2 separate regions of the Sus scrofa genome follow, and region 2 is linked to region 1. Evidence: chromatin contacts called from public HiChIP or PLAC-seq data. All regions are on one chromosome and are shown on one strand. The core of a region is the stretch at or near the end of the contact, and the rest is flanking DNA. Distances in the headings are between cores, read along the strand shown.

What was found. HiChIP or PLAC-seq counts read pairs in DNA pulled down with a chosen protein or histone mark.
Region 2: a contact with region 1 is called in an H3K27ac HiChIP or PLAC-seq map of skeletal muscle. The contact joins two enhancer-like sites. A contact is called at or near these places in 5 of 47 Hi-C or Micro-C datasets (embryonic fibroblasts, fetal skeletal muscle, heart right ventricle and 1 more) and 1 of 2 datasets of contacts at active chromatin or transcription factors (skeletal muscle).

What each region holds. Positions count from the first base shown.
Region 1 is chr7:10,457,060-10,462,391 of Sscrofa11.1, forward strand. All of the region lies in intron 2 of LOC106507125 (a long non-coding RNA gene), which reads left to right. Among named protein-coding and RNA genes, the nearest start is that of CD83, 110 kb to the left of the region's middle. Within about 2 kb of position 1,947, at least 6 of the 83 cell types and tissues checked have an H3K27ac peak or open chromatin away from gene starts, as enhancers often do. A contact at or near this core is called in skeletal muscle, where this site is marked.
Region 2 is chr7:10,907,769-10,913,413 of Sscrofa11.1, forward strand. No RefSeq gene overlaps it. Among named protein-coding and RNA genes, the nearest start is that of MIR9807, 150 kb to the left of the region's middle. Within about 2 kb of position 4,258, at least 25 of the 83 cell types and tissues checked have an H3K27ac peak or open chromatin away from gene starts, as enhancers often do. A contact at or near this core is called in skeletal muscle, where this site is marked.

The sequences.
Region 1 (5,332 bases), core at 697-3,196:
CAGATGAAAATAAGAAGTCTCTGGCTCCGGTTGCAAGGGCAGGGGCCTGCGACGGGCCCTCTCATTGTGGTCCCCCCTACACATGCCCCGGGCACCTCTGAGGAATCCTAGGGCTCTTCCATAGCAGTCTGAACTACTGGTGTGGACACTGGGGATGTGTCCACACCAGAAGCAGGTGGGTTTGTGCTTTCCCATCTCTGCGTGCGTGTAGCCTCTAGCTTCCTGAGGGGTCCAACTCTGCTCCTCACACCTTTAAATCTCACTGCTTTCCCTCGAGTTCTGCAGCACCCCTCTCCCTGCAGCACGCTCCGCTCAACAGCCGTTGTCCTTCTTCCCTTGCTAACAGAACCCAGCTTTAATCTGGACGGCGACGTACTCAGTGACACTGATGGCTTGTGACTGGTCCAAGGCAGGGATTGGCAAGATCCAGCTGCCAACTCTTTGGGTAAAAATTTCTTGGAACACAGACACTCATGCCTCTACCTTTCATCTCCAGGTGCTTTCATGCTGCAACAGCAGAGATGAGACCGTAGAGTTTGCAAAGACTGCATTATTTACTCTCTGGCCCTTTGCAGGCAACCAAGGCAAGCCCATTCTCCTTGGCCAGACATAGGTAGACATATATTCGCTTTTGACCAAGGGTATGTCATGTAAAATCTGCTGGAAGCAATTGAAAAAGATTTTCCTTCCTTATGAGAGAGGAGGATATGAGGAGGACGTTATTTTTGTCCTTCTCCCTTCGGTTCTAGCACATGAAGGTATGATGTCTGGAGCTACGGCAGCCGCGGTGAGCCTGAGGCCCTGATGGTATCGAACCTTCCTTAGGACCATTTACTTTCAAACTTCTGGTTGAGCAAACAATAAAAATTCCTACGGGGAGTTTCCGTTGTGCAGCAGAAACAAATCTGACTGGTGTCCATGAGGATGCGGGTTCCATCCCTGGCCTCTCTCAGTGGGTTAAGGATCCAGCGTTGCCATGAGCTGTGGTGTAGGTCGAAGATGCAGTTTAGATCCTGTGTGGCTGTGGCTGTGAGGTAGGCCGGCGGCTCCAGCTCTGATTAGACCCCTAGCCTGAGAACCTCCATATGCTGCGGGTGTGGCCCTAAAAAGCAAAAAAATAAAAGAAGTAGTTTAAGCAACTCCTCATTGCCACGAGATGTAGAGTCACCAGGGTATTTTGTTTAAAGCCTAACAGCCAAAGGCAAAGTGCTTTTGTGGAAGGTGTGCCATTGAGGGGAATAGAGCAAATCCAGTGGCTACTGATAATGATAGTGAATAACTTTCAGAAACTTCCAGCACTCCGGTCACTCCACCAAGTACTTTACCTTCCCGTTTTCATTATCGCAAAACCCTCTGGAGACACCGTTATCGTTATCTCCATTTTGCAAATAAGGAGCGTTAGGCTTCGAGAAATTTAGTGACTTGCAAAAAGTTACACAGTTAAGTGGTAGAGTTCAGTCTGCACCCATGTCTGCTGACTTCAAACGCCAGGCTCTTGACATCGATTTTACCCGGCCTCTTCTGTCCTCAGACCTGGGTTCAGATTCCAGCTCAGCCACTTGGCCAGCAAGTTACTTAGTCTTCTGGAGTCTCAGTCTCTCCACAGTCACGTGGGGATAATCCCTTCCTCAAAGAGAACGCTCCTGCCACGGTGCCTGAGGCATGATGTGTCACCCTTTGGGGTCACAGGTTTGTTTCTTTGGGCCTAAATGGATAGCAGTACATGAGCTGGAGGAGTAACCAAGAGGCAGAAAAGAGAGTAGCCAGGGAAGGGAAAATAGACCCAGTGAGCGGAGAGAGTCAGCCCAGTTCCTGACCAAGTGAAGGAGGCTGGCCTCGGGCCTAGAACAGCTTCCCTGAGGACGGAGAGAGAGGGAGAGAACCAGCATAGTCACTTGTGGCCACACCTTGTGTTTGACCAAGGACTTGGTGACCTTAAGGCCAGCTGTGGCACAGCGTGTTAAGGATTTGGCATTGTCACTGCAACAGCTTTGGTTGTGGCGCTGGCGCGGGTTGGATCCCTGGCTGGGGAATTTTCACATGCCACGAGGCCAAAAAAAACCCAAAAGGTCAGCTGTGTCCTGTCTCAAGTTACCTTGAAAAGTTATAAGGAACTAAACAAAAGGAAATCCTCTGGGTTGTTGGTGTCTTTCCTCTTTGTGTAATACTGAGCCACTGTGCATAAGGGAGCTTCTTCAGGGTCAAGGTCACTGGCATCCACAGCCGTTAGCACGTTTGCACTTCCCATTACTGTCCTGAGCCGTTTGCCTGTGAGGAATGGGTGTCTGAAGACCCCATGGTTCTCAGCTTCATTTGAGTGGTTTCTGCTCTGAGCACTCCCGCAGTTTCTAGTTGAAAAGAGTAGTTGAACCACTCTGCTCAAAGAGCTTATGGAAAATATATGGAGTTTAGAGTTTAAAAACCATATTTTATTTTTAGGCCTTTTTTTTTTTTTTTTCTTTTTAGGGCTGCACTCGAGGCATGTAGACGTGCCCAGGCTAGAGGCTGAATCAGAGCTATAGCTGCCGGCCTCCACCACAGCCACAGCAACCCCCCATCTGAGCTTCGTCTGTGACCTACGCGGCTGCTCACAGCAACGCTGGATCCTTAACCCACTGAGCGAGTCCAGTGATCAAACCTGCATCCTCATGGGTGCCAGTCAGGTTTGTTATTGCTGAGCCACAGTGGGAACTCCCTAGGCCTATTTCGAAGGAGAGAGCAAAGGAAAGCAGGAAAAATGATCCCCATGACTTATTATGTAACATCCAGATGTTTGGCATCAACCAGGCCAGATGAGGGGTGATTTTGCTCATTCTTCATCTGGTTGCTGTGGCCTCCCCATAGAGGCAGGGAGAGCAAAGATCACATAAGACGCTTGCTAGGCTGGCCTCCTCCCTTCCACTCGGCCTGTCAGGAGACCCGTGAATATCCAGCTGCATTTTTAAACTCTGATGCAACAAATTCTTAATGAACACATTCCTAGACCCAGCATGGGCTTGAGTAGCTTCTAGAAATCACCTCATGATGGCTCCGGGTAGACAGAGCAGTGGGCGAAGGCTGTTTTCCCTTCCCATTCAGGTGTTTTAGGCTTGGGGGACCTAAAGTTGTTTCATCTTAAACGTACAGGTCTAACCTAGTATTAAAATGTGCCTGTGTACTTTGAAAAAGAGACAGCTGCTCTTCAGTGCAATAGAGAGATGCCACACTTTAGCTGGCTTTGTTTGCTGGCATGGATGTTTGCTCTTGCCAGAAATGCCTGCAAAGGGCAACAAGCACGGTTCTGCTAGGATGCAAAAACCAGGACCTGATTAGTGGAAGGTTTCCTGGAAGAGCATTTTCTCTGCACACTAAGCTCTACGTATCCTGTGGGGAAATCCTTTCAATCCCGTACCTGATAAATAAATCTGGCAAGTGAATAAACACTGTGGAAATCTCTCACTGACATATATTTCCACCTGTTATGTGAGTTCTGCCAGCCTCTGAGCTGGGGCAGTGTTGTGTACCTTTCAGACTGACCTGGAACAAAGCCTGTCAAGGAGAAGATGTGTCTGCTTCCACCCTGCCTGGCGCTGAGCACTTGGCTTCAACCTTCATAGGAACCAAGGGCGTGTTCAGGGCTAATGTTGACATCCTGGATTACGGTTGTTATTCTTTGGTGCTTTTGTTGAACCTGAATATTCCACCGGGCGTTACATAATACTGCTCATCAAAAACAGCATGCTCTGTTCTTCTGGTTTTCCACTCAGGGCAAGGTTAGGGGTCCTGAAGGTGCTACAAAAGTACTTTTCAGTGGAGCTCCCTGGTGGTGCAGCAGGTTAAGGGTCTGGCATTGTCGCTGCTCTGGCTTAGGTCACTGCTGTGGCCTGGGAACTTCCACAAGCCATGGGTGTGGCCACAAAAAAATCCTTTTCAAAAGTTAGAATTGAGTCTCTGCACAAACTCTTTTCTCGAAAGCCCACGTGGTCTCCCCACCCTCCTCCAGGAGGCTTGAAGTGTTGCTCCACCACGGTTGTACGGGACTACATGATGGCGCTTTTCCTAAAGGCTCCCGAGGGCACAGGCCGGGTCTTTCATCTTTGTAAAGATTGATGCCTGGTGAGTTCATTATTAACCATTTATTAGTAATTAATTAATGCTGAATGAATGAACAGCAGTCCTTGGTAAGTCTCTGTGTGTGAGACAGGTCTGGCCAGAGAATGACAGGTCTTGTTAAATTAGAGATTTATTTAAAGGCAATTTTCTGAAGTCCTTGATAGGACTTTTTGAGGATGACAAAGAGTCCGCTGGCCACATGTAGGAACAGGGCGATGACATGTCTGTGTCTGAAGGAGGACTGTTCAAAGAGAGTGCCCTGCACGGACCCCAGGGCTCTGCACGGTGCGCACGTATGTGTTGGAAATACCTTTACAAGTACTGAAGGATTCGGGTGGGTTGCCTGCTATGTATAATCAGTCATAGATGCGTGATGTTTCAGGATGATGATACTGCTGAAAGAATCAGGTGTTGGATATCTTATCAACGAAAGAGCTTTACTAGTTTTCTGTACTGCATAACAAATTATCTCCAAACTTAAGGGACTTAATATAGCAAACATTCATCACTCATAGTTTCTGAGGGCCAGGATTCTGGGCATGGCTTACCTGGGTGGTCTGGCTCAGAGCCTCTCAGGAAGCTGCAGTCAAGATGCTACAGGGGCTTTATTCATCTGAAGGTTTGACTGGGGCTGGAAGATCTGCTTTCCAGATGGTACTTTCACATGGCTGTTGGCAGGAGGCCTCAGTTCCTCACTCTGTGGGTTTCTCCATAGGCTCTGCTTGGGTGTCATCACGATGTGGCCCTTCATTTCCCCAAGAGAAGAAACAGGGAGGACCCTGCAGTGTCTTTTATGATTTAGTCTCCAAAGTTGCACACTGGCACTTCTGCTTTATTCTTTTTTTTTTTGTCTTTCTGTGGCTGCACCTGCAGCATATGGAGGTTCCCAGGCTAGGGGTCGAATCAGAGCTACAGCCACCCGCCTACACCACAGCCACAGCAACGCAGGATCCGAGCTGCATCTGCAACCTACACCACAGCTCACAGCAACGCTGGATCCTCACCCCACTGATTGAGGCCAGGAATGGATGGAACCCGCAACCTCACGGTTCCTTGTCGGATGTTTCCCCTGCACCACGATGGGAGCTCCCCGCTTCTGCTTTATTCTGTTCATTAGAAATGAGTCCCTAAATCCAGCCAATACTTGAGAGGGAAGAGAATTAGTCTTTACTTCTTGAAGGGAGGTGTGTCAAAGGCTTTGTGAACATATTTTAAATCCATCACAGAGTTGTTGTTTTAA
Region 2 (5,645 bases), core at 3,008-5,507, 450 kb after region 1:
CTTTGAATCATCGTTTCATCTTTCAAATTGCACAAACTACAGTCTGACTTCCCTTGGTTGGTGTCCCCCCACCGGACCGGGGTGCTCCAACTCCAGCCCTTCCCATCTGCTCGCCACCCTCCCTAAAGACGCCCTCAGAAGCAGCGCGTCCACTTGTAAATCCAGTGTCGGAGCCACCAAGTCCCTGCTCGGACCGCCACTGGCCTGAGGTCCCCCCTCTCCTCCACCTTTTCTCCAGGCCACTCCAATTCCAGCGCAGCCTTCTCCAGTGAGCGCAGGTCCACAGTGATGGATTCTTTCTCTGAGTATCTACAGCACGCCTGTCTCGACAGACTTTTTTTTTTGTTTGTTTTGTTTTTTTGCTATTTCTTTGGGCCGCTCCCGTGGCATATGGAGGTTCCCAGGCTAGGGGTCGAATCGGAGCTTAGCCACTGGCCTACACCAGAGCCACAGCAACGTGAGATCCGAGCTGCGTCTGCAACCTACACCACAGCTCACGGCAACCCCGGATCGTTAACCCACTGAGCAAGGGCAGGGACCGAACCCGCAACCTCATGGTTCCTAGTCGGATTCGTTAACCACTGCGCCATGGCAGGAACTCCTTGACAGACATTTTAATGCTTACGCATGCTCTGGTTTTATGGGGTCTATGTGTATGTAGCTTCTATTCCCTTAAACGGATTAGGAGCTTCCTAAGGACAGTAACCAAGCATACCCTGGATTTTAGGTTCCCCATTGAGTTCCCAGCACAGTGCTACATGCGCCGAGGGTACTTATCAATTACCTCCTGCCCAACAATTTCCAAAGTTAAAATACAGCTCAAATTTCTCGTTTCAAATATGGCACAGTTCGGAGTTCCTGTTGTGGCGCAGTGGAAACAAATCTGACTAGTATCCATGAGGATGCAGGTTCGATCCCTGGCCTTGCTCAGTGGGTCAGGGATCTGGCATGGCCGTGAGCTGTGGTGTAGGTCCCAGCCTTGGCTCAGATCCCGTGTTGCTGTGGCTGTGATGCAGGCCTGCACCTGCAGCTCCGAATCGACCCCTTGCCTAGAAACTTCCATATGCCGTGGGTGTGGCCGTAGAAAGAAAAAAGTATATGGCACAGTAAACTAAGGCAGTAGTAGCTCTAACCTGAGCAAAATCTAAACCCTTAGAGTGAGGGGTTTTATGTACTCAAGGGTCTCCTTTTACAGGCCACCAGTTTGCTGAGAGTGTAGACAGCCCCCAGCTTCACAAGGTTGTCTTGTTTGTGATTGGAACCTAGAAATGCAAGCCCTTGAAAGAGTCTGACTCAAGAGTTCAGCCCTCATTTGCCCAAGAAGAAAGGTGCCCATAGCCAAGTCAAGCTGACCGGGTGAAAGCTAGGGTGTTCAGTTTCCTTTCAAATCAGCCACTATAATTGCCACTCGCATTTCACATGGCACAGATCACACCTGTGTTGTGGGGCCAGGAACAGTGGCCAGCTCACCACCTTCAGAAACCCGGGTGGCTCAGGTCCAAGGCAAACAAGACTGAACAGATGAACCACGCAGTGAGAACTGTAACATGCCACTGTAATCCAGGGAACCTACCCACAACCCAGCAGGGCAGGGTGTAGCCCGGAACGTGCCGGATTTAGGGTCCATTCCACCTTCAGCTCTGGGAAGGTGAGTCCCTGCTAACTGCTAGCGTCAAGAAACTCTCTTGCCTCTTCCTGGTCTGAAAATGTCGTTAGTCCAGTTCGATGAAGCTTCATCTTAGAAGTGAGGTGTGGCCATCTCCACGGCAGACCTGGCCTCACAAAGTCTGTACACAGAGGACAAGCCAGCCACCGACACTCCCAAGCCTGTCTGTTATGAATTAAGCTCACGGGAGCTGGTAACCACTTAGGGTGTTCCATGAACTTCGGAGGATACTGTTCTAGGAAGGCAGCCCCTCCATGTCCATTAGTTCAAAAGCCAGTCAGAATGGAAAGTGAGAGTGAAGTTGAGATGCCGTAGATTCCGCAACTTCTAAATTTAGTTAGCTCTGCACCCCCCCCAGGCCTCCCAGCCGGGAAAAACTATAGCAACTGGGTGAAAAGAGAGGGAGGATGTAACGCACTTCCCAGGTACAGCCAGGGCCTCGCGCAGTGGAGACGCTGACAGTGCCAGGTGGCTCCCGTCTTCATTCTCCTGTGATGCCAGCACCCTCTTTAGGATTCTCCCCAAGGCCGCTTAAAACACCCCTGGAAGCTCTGAAGAGGGTCCTCCAGGTTCAGGACCCTGCAGAGGGGGAAATGCAACCAGCTCTGCTGACCCTGGGGTGCACAGTGAGGTTGGTTCCTGAGTGTGAAGAAAGTTGCAGCGTGGATGTAACTGCTGCTACGGCAAGGGCCTGCCTCTGTGGGGGTGAGGCAGTAGGGCCGTGGTGCCCCTCACAGGAGGTGCAGGCGAGGGGAACCCACAGAAAACAGAGGAAGCAGTCCCTTCTGCAGGGGTGAGCTCTCCCTCTAGCGCCTCCTACCGGCCGAGCGAGCTGAGCAAGGAGAAGGGTGGTTTCTGGGGGCCCAGTCGGGGCGAGGTGAAATCCAATGTGGAAGGACGGGCGTGGAGTCAGGAGGCAATAACTTAATAACTGACACCCCTGAATGAGACAGGAAGGCTCCAAGGGCTCTGAATGAGGGGGTGACAGAGATGACTCACGGAGGCGGGGAGGAGAGCGGTCACGGCGGAGGTGGGAGGAGGTGGCTGGGTTCTGGATATTGTTAGTCTCGCTGGATTCGCTGATGACGTGCCTGTGGGCTGGGAGAGAGCGAGGAGTCAAGGGTGACTCCCACATCTTGGCCTGAGTCACTGAATGGAGACAAATCCTCAGGAAAGGGAAGGTCAGGGCAGAGCAGGCTCCCAAAAAGAGGGCCATCTGGAGCTCGGCGGGGGGCAGGTGAGCTCCGAGGGGCCCCAGCCTGCAGCTCAGGCAAGGAAAGGTCTGGGTCAGAGGTGTGAGACGGCCCACCAGAGAGATGCCTTGTAGAGCCAGGGGGGCGCATGGGATCAGCAGCGGTGTGTCAGCACTGCTCAGAAGGCCCAGCAGCCAGGAATGGGATCTGGAGTCAGGATGAGGTAGATCTGAATCTGATTCTCCCACCATTGGATATTCCCGGGCAGGTCTTCACCCCCTGAGCTTTGATTCCTCATCTGCAAAGTGGGGGTGCCAAGCATACTGGTGGCTTTGGTCCTCTGAGAGGATGCCGTGCAGTGAAGGAAGGAAAGCCCCCCAAGCCAGCACCTGACACACATTCCAGGCTGGAGAGCGAGGCCGCATCAAGTCTGTCCTCTCGGGGTGGGGTGGAGGGGGGGGACTAAGGACAGAGGACGTCAGGAGGGGAACTTGAGTGCCTCCTGACCTCCGGATGAATGTGGGCTCATGGGAGGCGGGGGGAACCGCTCCTCTTACTTGTGAATAACTGGCCTCGGAGTGAGAGACACAGGGCAACCATCAGCTATGAACAAAAAGGAAAGTCAGATTCACAAAAGGATTGTCTTTAAAAAAAAAAATCAGCAATCTTTGAAAAAGCCAGAACTGAGTTTGCAGGGCAAGAGCAACAGAGAAACAGACTCCTGCCGCGGGCTGAGCCAGGAGGCGCCAGTGCGTGCCTGCCGGGAGCCGGGAGGGGAGCTGGGCTGAGTCAGCCCGGGCGCTGCATCACGACACTCGCCCCCACACGCCAGTCACCACCCGCGGCAGATCCGCCTGGGAGCGACCCCAGCCTCCCGTTAATTGTTCACCTCTCATCAAGCACTCTCACAGGAGGCAGGCGTGTCTGTCCAAGGGCCCCGCTGCGGGGTTCTGGAAGGTGCTACTGTATTCCTGGCCCAAGAACTGAGGCCAGCTGCTTGCACAGGGCGCGCCCCTCCTGGGGGGTAGGTCAACTCAGGAAACCAAGCCACAGATCACGACGCTCAGAAAATCCAGCAGTGCAGTGAGGGAGTCTGGCCGTCCTTGGGGAGCTCCTTAAAAGCACCCCGCCTGCTGGACCCCCGGGGCGGGGGCGGGGGAGAAGAGCAGCGCCCCCATCCCCATCCCCAGGGAGGCAGGAGGGACTTCTGAACAGTCTCTCCACGGTCACCTCATTTGGTATCCGAAGCTCTTTGCGTCGCTCTGTTTACAGCAGCCTTTTCCTGCACAAGTTCCCAGCACTTTCACAATGTAAAAAATGACTGTCCGGGGATTCTGCTCCAAGCAGCTGTTTCTGGATGCTCGGACAGAGCCATCTGGAACAGAGATTCCCAACCTCAGCTGCAATCCGAGTATCTGGGGGAGGCGCTCACGGCACCGATGCCTGAGCTCGCCCGGCCGACTGCTACGGGCTACACCGTGTCCCCCCAGATTCATGGTGGAAGTCCTAACCCCAGCGCCTCAGAGGGTGCTCCTCTTGGCCATCAGGTCTTTGGAGGGTGGCTAAAGTGAAAGGAGGTCACGACAGTGGGCCAGCTCCAATGTGACCCGTGTCCTCATGAGAACAGGAGATGAGAGCACGGACCCCCTGTAAGGATGCGGGAAGAAGGCAGGCGGCTGCAAGCCCAGCAGAGAGGCCTCAGAAGAAACTAACGCTGCCAGGGCCTTGATCTTGGACTTCTAGCCCCCAGAGCTGCGAGACAATACATGTCTGCTGTTTAAGCACCACCCCACCCCCTGAAGTCTGTAGAACTTTGCTGTGGCAGCCCCAGGAAATAAACACACCGACTGAGTCAGACTCTGTGGGAATGAGGCCCAGGCATCAGTATTTACGAAGGTTCTTCACGTGTCTGGACTGCAGCTGCATTTTAGAATTCGCTGTTCTAGGCAATAAATCCCCTCCAGGCCGCTCAAACCCAGGCTGACCCTCAGGACTGCTTCACTAAGACGGCGTCACTCGAGGGGCTTGGTGTAACTTCCCTCCCTCCTTCCATCTTGAGAATAGCGAATCGGACAGATCGTTGCCCTCGCCTCGACCTCAGGCTCAGCGTCAATGAAGTTCCATCCACCCTCCTTCCACTAAAACCTGAAACCACTGGGTGTTTCCTAAGAAAATCTCTAACAAAGTCGAGGGCCTAGAAAAGGGCTCTAATCTGATGAACGACCCCGGGGGAGGGAAAAGTCTGCTTCGAAGGCAATCGAGGGACGAAGAGGCCACATCTTCCCTCTTTGGAGCACGGCCCAGTCAAACAGAATGTCTTTTTTTGGTCCACAGTAACATCTTCCTCGGAACGGTCAAGTGGCCCTCTTAAGTGCAGGCAGGGACAGGGGCAGCGGTCTCTGGGAACGGCCAGGCCTCCTTTTTTTTTCTCCTGGTTGGTTCAAAATAAGCCATCGGTGGTAGTCTGGTCACTGTGCCGCTTTAAATAATGATACTAAGAGGGGGTTTCCCTTCTGGCTCAGTGGGTTAGGAATCCGACATGGCATCCATGAGGATGTGCGATGGATCCCTGGCCTCACTCAGTGGGTTAAGGATCTGGTGTTGCCACAGGCCGCAGTGAGTTGCAGATGCAGCTCGGACCCCATGGCGGTGGTATAGGCTGGCAGCTACAGCTACAATTTGACCCCTAGCCTGAGAACTTCCATATGCTGCAGGTGCAACCATAAGAAGAAAAAAAACCAAGAATGATACCAAGATGGACAGAGAGCCTGCACCCTCCTCTCCTG